Linked DNA regions of Triticum aestivum: region 1 is linked to region 2. Evidence: chromatin contacts called from public HiCAR-type data. All regions are on one chromosome and are shown on one strand. The core of a region is the stretch at or near the end of the contact, and the rest is flanking DNA. Distances in the headings are between cores, read along the strand shown. Region 1 holds the start of LOC123108223 (zinc finger protein ZAT18). Region 2 holds the start of LOC123108218 (zinc finger protein ZAT12).

The links. HiCAR-type assays count read pairs that join an accessible place to other places.
Region 1: a HiCAR-type map of leaf shows a contact between it and region 2, with 3 times the contacts expected there. The contact joins the promoter of LOC123108223 here to the promoter of LOC123108218 in region 2. A contact is called at or near these places in 1 of 5 Hi-C or Micro-C datasets (leaf) and 1 of 1 datasets of contacts at active chromatin or transcription factors (leaf).

Annotation. Positions count from the first base shown.
Region 1 is chr5A:653,409,417-653,414,776 of IWGSC CS RefSeq v2.1, forward strand. It overlaps LOC123108223 (zinc finger protein ZAT18), which reads left to right and starts at 1,507. Exons shown (of 1, transcript XM_044530053.1): 1 at 1,507-2,395. The coding sequence starts at 1,607. The coding sequence ends at 2,116.
Region 2 is chr5A:653,262,507-653,267,603 of IWGSC CS RefSeq v2.1, forward strand. It overlaps LOC123108218 (zinc finger protein ZAT12), which reads left to right and starts at 2,542. Exons shown (of 1, transcript XM_044530048.1): 1 at 2,542-3,269. The coding sequence starts at 2,671. The coding sequence ends at 3,084.

The sequences.
Region 1 (5,360 bases), core at 257-2,756, 150 kb after region 2:
AACAGACTTTAGTAGCTACCTCCTCCATCACTCTGAAATAATTGCATTATTCGAAGCCTCACGAGAATGTGTTTGGCTCCGTAGAGTAATAAATCATATTCAGACATCATGCGGTATTGGTTCATTACAATCACCAACCATTATCTATGAAGATAATGCTGCATGTGTTGCTCAAATGCATATGGGATATATTAAAAGTAATATCACAAAACATATCTCTCCAAAACTATTTTTTCCTCATGAATTACAGAAAGATGGAGAGATTGATATTTTGCAAATAAAATCTTGTGACAATCTTGCGGATTTGTTCACTAAGTCTTTACCAGGAGCAGCATTTCAAAAATGCATTCATGGCATTGGTATGAGACGACTACGAAATTTGCAATGTTAAGGGGGAGAAATTTCCTAGAACTAAACTTATGAAGTTTTCCAACGGATTTCTCATGTGTTTTTAATAAGTGATTAAATATACTAACGATATATCAAATTTCTATAGTTTCTCTTATATTTCCTACATGAACATAAATAGTACGAGATTAAAGATTCTCAAAATTACAAGATCAAGGACTATCAAGAAGACCCAAGGTTTTTGATACTCAAGATATATGAAGATTAAAACAGCGCTGTCCAAGGGGGAGTGTTAGGAATCTAATAGTCTTAGTATTAGGCTAATTAGGCGATTAGCATATTCTTTAGAATATTGTAACCGATGGTTAGAATCCTGGCGTTGTCCAGACGCAGTACATAGCGAACCGTTGTCGTGTTTTTCTGAACCGTCGCCGCACCTTTTCTCAACGATGTGACGCCTCTTGTAATCGACGCTGTAAACATCCATTCAGGACATATAAAAGCATGGATGAATCAATCAATAAAGATCACTCCATTTACTTCAATCTTTCTGTTTCTCTTCACTTAGCTTATGGTTGCTAAGCTTGCTTCATTTAATGATTTAGTAACTAAAGTTCTTCATGTATTGGTGGGCTCCCTTCTTTTAAATGTTTTGCCTAGGTTCACGCGCTTAGCATTGGTTCTTTCTGGGATCACCACACCCATCTCTCTCCTCTTAAATAACTTATTATATTAGATTTTTTTTGCCTACATGGAAGACTTAGCACCTGTACAAGGTGAAGCATTGGGAGGGGCGTAATGGATGAGCCGCTGAATCCCGCCCATCGTCCCGGGCTCCCGGCGGCCAAGCAGCGGCGCGCCGCCACGCGTCTTGTGGCGTGACAGGTGACGCCACTCTGCACCACACGTTTTGTCTCCGGTCGGCCGCGCTACGCACGACTGAAATATCCATTCGAGCTATCTGCCAAAATAATATATCATCCGTCACGTCGCGAACGTCGTGGTGGCTTCCGACGATTGGCCCGCAGACGCCAGAGGTAGGCCAAGCCGGATCCCCAACCTGGAGCACACGTAAGCTCCACCGGCAGCAACACGCATGGCAGCTACACGGCCTGTATATAAGTGCGGCCGTCTCCCCTGCCGACCCATCCATCCATTCTTCCTCCTACCGCGCACTCACAGAACTACACCAACGCAAAAGAAAAGAGCCGTAATCCAAATCCAGCAGATCATTAAGAGGAGCAGCAAATCCATCTCCATGGGAGCGGGGATGAAGCGCGCGAGGGAGGAGCAGCCAATTGTGTCGCTGGCGCTCTCCCTCAGCACAGACTCTTCGACGACGTCCGCCACCACGTCGGGCAACTCGCTCGGTTCGCCGCCGCCGGCGGCAAGGAAGAGGGCGCGGCGGGGAAGAGTGGTGGCCACGTCAGGGGAAGGGGACTTCGTCTGCAAGACTTGCGGGCGCGCCTTCGAGACGTTCCAGGCCCTGGGTGGGCACCGGACCAGCCACCTCCGGGGCCGCCACGGGCTGGAGCTCGGCGTCGGCGTCGCCATGGCCATCAAGGAGCGGAAGAGGCAAGAGGACAAGCAGCAGCACGACTGCCACATCTGCGGGCTGGGCTTCGAGACGGGCCAGGCGCTCGGCGGCCACATGCGGCGGCACCGCGAGGATATGGCGCTCGACCGGTGGGTCGCGCTGTCGGATCAGGAGGCGGGGCACCAGGCCGCCGCCGGCAGGCTGCCTGTCTTGCTCGAGCTGTTCGTCTAGCCTGCTACCTGGATCTCTCAGTTTCTTACTACAGTAGTATAACAATCCAGGAATTGTACATGTCGTTTGAATAAGATAGGTTACGATAGAGTACGTTACTGCTGGTTAGCATTTCCGCTCGTGGAATTTTGCTCTGAATCGGTTCGCTTTCTTAACCGTTCGACTGGGGATTTAGATACACTTGTGCTTAGATTAGACAAATTGTTTTGTTCTAAATGCAATTGACAGATTCTTGCACTCAGATTGTTTTTCTATGAATACGTTGTTGTTCACTGCAATTCTATACGGATCACAAGTCTAATTTGGACCCTAAATTTGTAAAATTCTGCAACATAAGCTACCTTCACAACTTAAGATCGTCTCAACGTTGACGGTACACTGATTCTTTTGCTCGCCCGAGTTAAGGACGAGGGCGCGGACCCGTGGTCTGCAGAATGACGTGGGAACCAAGGGAATGTCGAGGCTGTATCCCCTTCTTCCTCCTCGGTCTTGCTTCCTCGTCATCCTCCACCACAATGGACATCTCCCGCTCCCCACGCGATGCCAATGCCATCACCACCGCCACCACATCCTCCTCCGAGCCAGGGGGTTCCCGACCACGAGATCAGTATATCGCCCACTTTTGTCACTGGACTGGATCTATCGATTCCGCCTCCCCCATAGCCTGAAGCACGATTTCTATCGGATACTTCGTCGTGCATTAGGAAGCAGTCATGCCTCCTTCAGATCGGTCAACTACCTAGTCACCAGCATCGCCGCCCTGGCTAGCTCGCTCGAGTTTGCAAACCACGAGCTAGTTTCTCGTGTTCTGGCCAACTTCATCATGTTTCCTTCCTGCGGTCTTCGCCATGCGCGCCTCCCATTCCGCCATCGAGACCAGCACAGATCGGAGATCAGCAGTGTCACATTGAGCTTAAGGGGAATCGTCTGGCTTCTCTCTATTTTTAGCGGAGATGTGGAAATGCTCGCGAGCGAACCGAAGAGCCGTGGTCTTCCACTAGATCAGAGGTTTCATGGCGAGTAAATGCAGTTTCGATAATGACAACGTGACATCGCACACCACCACCTCCATTCTGATTCGATCCGTGTACCTCATCTTTATCACAGACCACACCATCACGGGCCGACCAAATGGGATGGGTACGGTACCTCAATACCCTCCACAATCCTATGTCCTTCATGGCATGCATGATCGTTGACGACATGTCCCTGTTCATTAAGAACTAACTGCTACCCTGCCAGAGAAGAGTACCACGTCGGTAGATGAGGATGCTCGCCGCCTTAAGGTCGGAGAAGAAGAGCACCGACCAGCATGTATCCCATCCCATGTAAAAATTAGTTGATTCTCAAGGGCTATCCAAGCCAACTGAGATATATCTCAATTTTTGCCAATGTGTGCACACCTTTCATTTTATTTCTAGGTCCCCCACCGGCAGAGGCCATGAGCTTGAAGTCTTTTTTACAGTATACCGTGTTGATACTTTTGCAAAGAAATGAAGCTTAAGTAAATAATAAGGCTTGTGTGTATTCATAGATGTATAATTTAACCAACATAAGATGAGTTGTACAGTCTAAAAATTATACCATTAGAAAGTAGATGATTTGAAGTTTCTAATGATATATTTTTGTGATATATAACTTGTATTATGATGGTGTACTTATCAATCTAGAGATACGCGCAAACCTTATAAACCGGAGAAGAGGTTGTACTTTCATTTATCAAAAAAGTCTTTCACCCTGCTTTATATATAAAGCGGATCATCGAGCCACGACATCCAATAAGAATTCACACCACACACACGAAGTAGCACAAACACGCAGGTTTGAAAGGGTTCTGCTGAGGGCGCAACTCAACAAGCTCTAAATAAAACAAAAGACAAATCAACGGCCTCCAAAGTTGTACTCCCATTTTAAATAATAAAATCAGGTCTATGCAACGTATTCATCCGTCATCTTCTCCAACAATAAGAGAGAGAAAAAAATCAATCATCGGTTATCAATAGCTTTACCCGCAAAAAAAAAGAGAGGTTATCAATAGCTTAGGCGGCGTCCATCAAATTCTAAGGACAACTTTGCGTGTACTGGAACGGGCAGCATTGGCTCATCTGGATAACGGCAGGGCCCAAACCGGACGGTACTGTCACGCGGTTTTGCCATGGCGTGATCCAGCTCTCTCGAGAGAGACGTGCCAAGCCGATTGGTTCGTTGTCAGCTAGGAGTAGCTGCCGAGCCGACGATGTACATTTTGCACACGACCCCCGTTTCCCTCCCAAGGAAGCAAGCAAGCAAGGCTAGCTGGCGCGGCGACCTCGCCGGCCGACAAATCGCAGGCAGTTCCGGCCGGTGCACCGACGCGCCTAGGGTCAAAAGCAATTTTATATCATGAGATGGAGGGAGTAGTTTTTTTAATCTGCTACGTAGATCTGTTCCTTTTGATGGCATTCTTAATCTGCAAGCTCTCGAGCTGCGTGGCTTCATGCTCTGCTCTTGCACTCAACGAGACGATGGGAAGCAGGCGGTTAGCCCAACTCCACCGTGCGACCCTATCCTGTTCGATCCTGTCTATTTGGGATAAAACGAATAAAGAAGACGGCCCAGCGCGCGACGGTCCGGACCCATTTTGTTCGTTTTGTGTCCGGGCCGATCCATTTCGAGTGCAAACATGCGACGGGTTTGAGTCGCGACGGACACCAAACGGACGCGTGCCTCGTCCGCATCGAAGCCGCGTGGCAGGAGGCCATCTACCTCCCACCCACCCATATCAATGCGCACGAGCGGGCGACCCCACCTGTTATCCGCACGTCGAACGGTCGCCGTCATTCTTTAAGTGGGAAGCGTGGACGGGTCGTCGTCCACACTGCCCCACGCCACCCCGTGGCCTTCTCGAAACCCGACAGCGCCTAATCCAAACCCTAACCAAGAACTCGCCGGCCGGCCGCCCGCAGCCATGGGCCTCTGAAATTACGGCCGCAAAGGCAAGCACGATCGCGAGGTTGGTTCCTCGTCGGGACGCCGCCGCAGCTCGGTGAAGAAAGAGGAGCCCGCATTACCATCGCCACCACGTCGGGCCTCCGCGCCGCCCGCCTTCTCCATCGCGCCCACGGCCGCCGGCTCGCGCGACCGGCACTACATCGAGGCGGGCGTCTGCCGCCGTTATTGGGAGACGAGGACGCCGCTGCCCTGGAGCGACGTCCACCTCCGCAAATACTGGCATCTGTCGGCCGACCGCGTGCCGATCCCGCCC
Region 2 (5,097 bases), core at 1,292-3,791:
GCGCTGATCTGCTCTTGCACCCGACGAGATGATGGGACGGTGTATGCTGACCAGTCACCAGAGGCAAAGGGGTCTGCATGTGCATGCAACATGCATATGGTCCCTCGTAGTATCATCAGTCGTGTCTGATCCCAGGTCCGCCAAGTTGTTGTTTGCCATTAGTACGTACAAAAAAAGGGTCCGCCAACTCGATCCACACCACACCACATGGTCGCTTGTGTTTACTCGTTCCGGATCGCGGGCGGTGCTCGATCCGATCGGCACATATGTCAACGGAGGACCAAGTTTCATCACAGGAGAAACATAAAATAAAACGGCAGACGCGTCAACTACTCCAACAAGTAGCGTAGCAAGTGCGTGCAATATTTTGGATAAGCGGTGATGTCATGATTTTGTGGTGGTGTAGCGTGTACGTATGGCATTTGCCTTCATACGTCCCGTGTGAGCACCGAGGACGTGCCTCTGGGATTACTGTATTGTATTCCCAAATCTTTACAGTCGTGTCGTTGAATTAGCCTATTCTTTTTCTCTTACTTTGTTCCTTTCCAACCGTTGGATTTCGATCGAGCAACTGCCCCACCTTCTTCCTTCTTGCCCTGCCCGACAACCACGCCTCCTATGCTGCCCAACCCTCCGACCCAAGCATACTGGTTGGCCTGAACCGCTGGCGGCTAGCGACACTGTCGGGCCGCCAAGTCGCCCCTACCATCGTGCCGCCGCCGAGCCAATCATACTTCTATGCGCCCCCTTCCTTCTTCTCCGGCGTGGATGGTCCATCGTCCCGCGCCTGCACTCGCATTCAGAGTTGTCAACCTCCGCCATGCTGCGATACCATGGCCAGTTGCGTTGCCGCCAGCTCCGACTTGTTCCTAGCGAGCCTTGGCTGTGGCATTCCCATATCCGGCTCAGCAACGCCTCTTCTCTCGCTTCTATCTAAAGTCGACATATTCTACTTTTGTTTTTGTGCACCGAGGATTAGCACATTCGAACAAAATAACTATGTTCTACTCACTTTACATCAAAACATGACATTGTAGTTATCTCGAAAGTCTAATCAATATACATCTTGATAATGTTTATGAAAATAGATGTTAATATCTATAACGACAAATATCTATATATCGTACGAAAGTATTTCTATGATGTGCATCAGATAAAACACAACTAAAACGAATGCTCCAAGTTCACAAGACATTACACGTTGTTGTGGAGACAGAGATGAATGGGGGTAGGAAGGGAAGAGAAAGAAATGGAGGACCTCAGTGACAAGGTGGCAATGACGACATCCAGGTGCCTAGCTAGAGGGCGATGGTTAACACACTCTCTGCTAGACTAGTGAAACGACTAGAGTTTGTTTCGCATGGATGTGGAATTATTTTCTATTAACAAAACAGATTTCTACCCAATTTCATTAACGAAACCGAACTATGTTATGGCCACCAAGACAGAAAAAAGAAGAGCAGCTCTAGCAGAATTGTAGGAAGTGCTCAAACACAAGAGCAAAGTTCTCAGGAGCATGCACTATTACCACAAAAGATTACAAGCACATGAGCAATGCTAAATGCACGGATTATTTTTAAAAAGTATTACAGAGTGGCTTACCTTGCTGATTTTGATTGGGTAGCAATAAACTGACGGGCCCATCCCCACTGAAAATCAAGGGGCAGAGAAGATTAGTTTTTGGAAACAGGCCCATGATGCTCCGTAAATCGTCCGTGTCTGTAGGATTTTCGCAAGCACATAGCGTCTCCAGCATTGCAGGGGAACACGGCAGGTAGAGGACCGCAGAGCAAGGAAAGACGTCGTGGATGAACATTTCATCTATCGATATGCCGTCCCAACGATGCCCATCCTTTGCTCGATCAAACACCTCGGCCAATCGTCAATGTAATTTATCCCCGCAAAAAACATCATCAATGTAATTTCCTTTTGATCGGCAATGACATGAGTCCGTATTGAGGTTAGTCCTAGTTTCAGAAAAACGACACGCGCACCCGCGTACGACTGTAAAAACACTGACGATCGATCGAGACGCGTGGTGCCTGTACCTCCACGGAGAAATTCCATAGCTACATATACATGTGGTGCAGCAATTTAGGTGAACGCGGCAAGACATTTTCGGGCTAGAGAAGAGGAGCAGAGCGAAAAATCGGAAATTTGGAGTCGTGCGACTTCTTGTGGCGCAAGACTCGTCGTGGACTAGCCTATCAAATCAGTGCAACAACCTACTACTGTTTGGGTCCCACGGCAACGGACACCGCGAGCCAAAAATTAAATAAGCTTCCGTCCCATTTCGCGGGCCCTTCCGTCCAACCGCGTTCAGGCTACCTGGGTCCTGGGGAGCAAGCTTGAGCGATCATTCTAACTGACGCGAGCGAACACACAAGATTCTGCCTTTTCAGACCTGCGCTTCAGCCGGGCCGACGCCGATCGCGACTTGGCTCCAAGTCCAGACGTCAACAACGACGTGGCGTACCCGGCTGCTATCACCTGCGACCAGTACCCCATCATCATCACTAGTATAAAAGGCCAACAATCCACGGAACCCAACAACATCCACAACCAATTCCGAGTCCCAGAATCCACATCTCATCTCCTCCATCAGTTCCGCAGATCGCACGAACTCTCGTTGAGCAGCTCATACCGGACTAGCTAGCTAGCCGCGCGCTCATGGTTTTGTCTATGAAGCACTGCAGAGATCAGGCCCAGGAGGTGCCCTTGTCCCTCTCGCTCTCCCTCGGCGCCATGGCCGACCGCACCAAGAAGCAGCGCCGCGGCGTCGCTGCCGGCGAGTTCGTGTGCAAGACGTGCAGCCGCGCCTTCCCGTCGTTCCAGGCGCTGGGCGGGCACCGGACAAGTCACCTGCGCGGCCGCCACGGGCTCGCGCTCGGCCTTGCCGCCGGGATCAATGAGCCGTCGTCGACCAAGAAGACGGTGGACCAGAAGCAGGCGCACCAGTGCCACGTCTGCGGGCTTGAGTTCGAGATGGGCCAGGCGCTCGGCGGCCACATGCGCCGGCACCGCGAGCAGGAGTCCGCCACCACGGCGCAGGCACCGCCCGTTCTGCTCCAGCTCTTCGTCTAGCACCGCACTCATTTCTCTCAAGTTCAATACACTAGCTAGGCATATCTAGTTCTAGTCCAGATTTACAGGTTGATCTATGTGCGCGGTTTGGTTTGTACATTTGCTGCACACTAGTTGGCCTTGATCGTTGTCCGATCGCTCATTTTATTAGGGAGTACATATTTTAGGACTCATGCATTCGTTCATTACTCATATTATCTATTGGTGCCTTCTTGATTCGTACATTTATTTTGTTCTACTTGAATCGACTACGAGTTTGAGTTAATCGACCTAATGAAGACCTCCCTAACACGGATTTTCTTTTCTTGAAAAGGAGCCAAGCCGTGATCTCGGCATATGCATCAATTGACACACACAACTATTTCAGAAGTGAATCTAAAAAGTTATATGGAGAGGTGAGTTTGTGGTGAGAGGTGGAACTGGCGGGCCGATTGTCACATCGTAGATTTGGAGTGTAGATGATGCGGTGATTATGTGTAGCGAGAGCTCTGTGGTGGGGACACCTGATATTTGGAGCATTGGTATTCATGTTGAGAGGCATAGTACGTGGTATGTACACATAACGAAGCAAGCAAGAATTTATGTTCAGATATGCTTGGGAGAGCATGCATGATGTCGATTTCATAGCGTGCTTAGGTCTAACGAGCGAAAGGAGTTGAATCACTGGCTCACTTGTCGGCGCCAACATTTGTATGAGAGAGGATGGATGAGACGCGATCACCAACTCCCATTTGAAGGTACTGCAGGGTCAATTCGCTGGGCACATTTGTCGGCGCCATCATTTGTTTGAGAGAGGATGGAGGGCGTGCAATCATCTATTCGAAATATTAGCATTTTTCTGATTAGACTTATCCATGAGTAAACAATAAGCATGGCATAAAAGGTATGCATCTCATAGCGATACCTAAGCATACTAGCACGTAGAGAACATAGAATCGAACCGTCTATGAGCAGCACATATACGGCTAGCATAAGTACGAGTAAACGAGGGATGAACAGATCATACCCTTCAGTTGGCCAGGCCAACGCGGCGGCGGCGGCAGCAGCCTCGGCGTCGTCCGTGGCCTTCTTCTTGGAGGCTGCGTCGTCGGCTATGGTGTCGATGCAGGGGAAGTAGTGCAAGCAGAGGCGGACGAAGTTGGGGACGGATCGGGAGCAGTCGCGTCGAGACGCTCCCCAAAAACCTTATTGCCGTTCTCCCGGGCAGGATCTCGAACGACAGGATTCCGGAGGCACCTGCTCTCCCGACCAACCGTGCACGCGGTCATCGGGATGGGGTCGTCGGAAGCAGCACAGAGAGAGGAACAGTAGCTGGCGGCTATGGTTGTACGAGAGGGAATGAGTGAACTGAGTTAGGGTTCACTCCACTGGCCAGTGCCTTCTTATATAGGTATAGGTCGTCAGGTAGATGGGCCTGGGCCAGGCCCACGATCGAGTCCGCGAACAGCCCACTGTCCAACGTCTCAGACAGTGGCGCTTCCGTAAGCGACTCGTTAATTAATTAACAATTAATCAACCATTCATGAGCGGCAAAAATAAGCTTCGGTTCGGCTCATTCCCGCAACCCACGGCGCGCACGCGCGTCGTGACGAGGCGTGGCATGGCGAGGCGAGGCGGGCGGCGGAGGAGGAGGAGCGCGCGTGTACAGCTCCTATTCCCAAGCTCCCAATAGCAAGTGGTAGAGCAGCCCTTATAAAGAGGTCTCACTCTTCTTACCGTAGCAGTATGGGACTAAACTTCCAACACTTCCCACCACTTGCCGTACACATGCATGGGCCTTAGAGATTAACTAGGGATTAGTGTCTTATATGGGCCTAAGCCCATCCATAATCCAACAATCCCCCACCAGATCTCGAGGCACATAAGTTTTTTCAACTGTTCCAAACAATGTTTGATATAACAGAATTTTCAGTGGAGACTGTTAAGTTGAACTTCCACCTAGAGCAACAGGATTAGACTTCTTCACAACTGAACAATGGACTATGCCTTGAATTGTCAGTTTGGCGTGCAGAA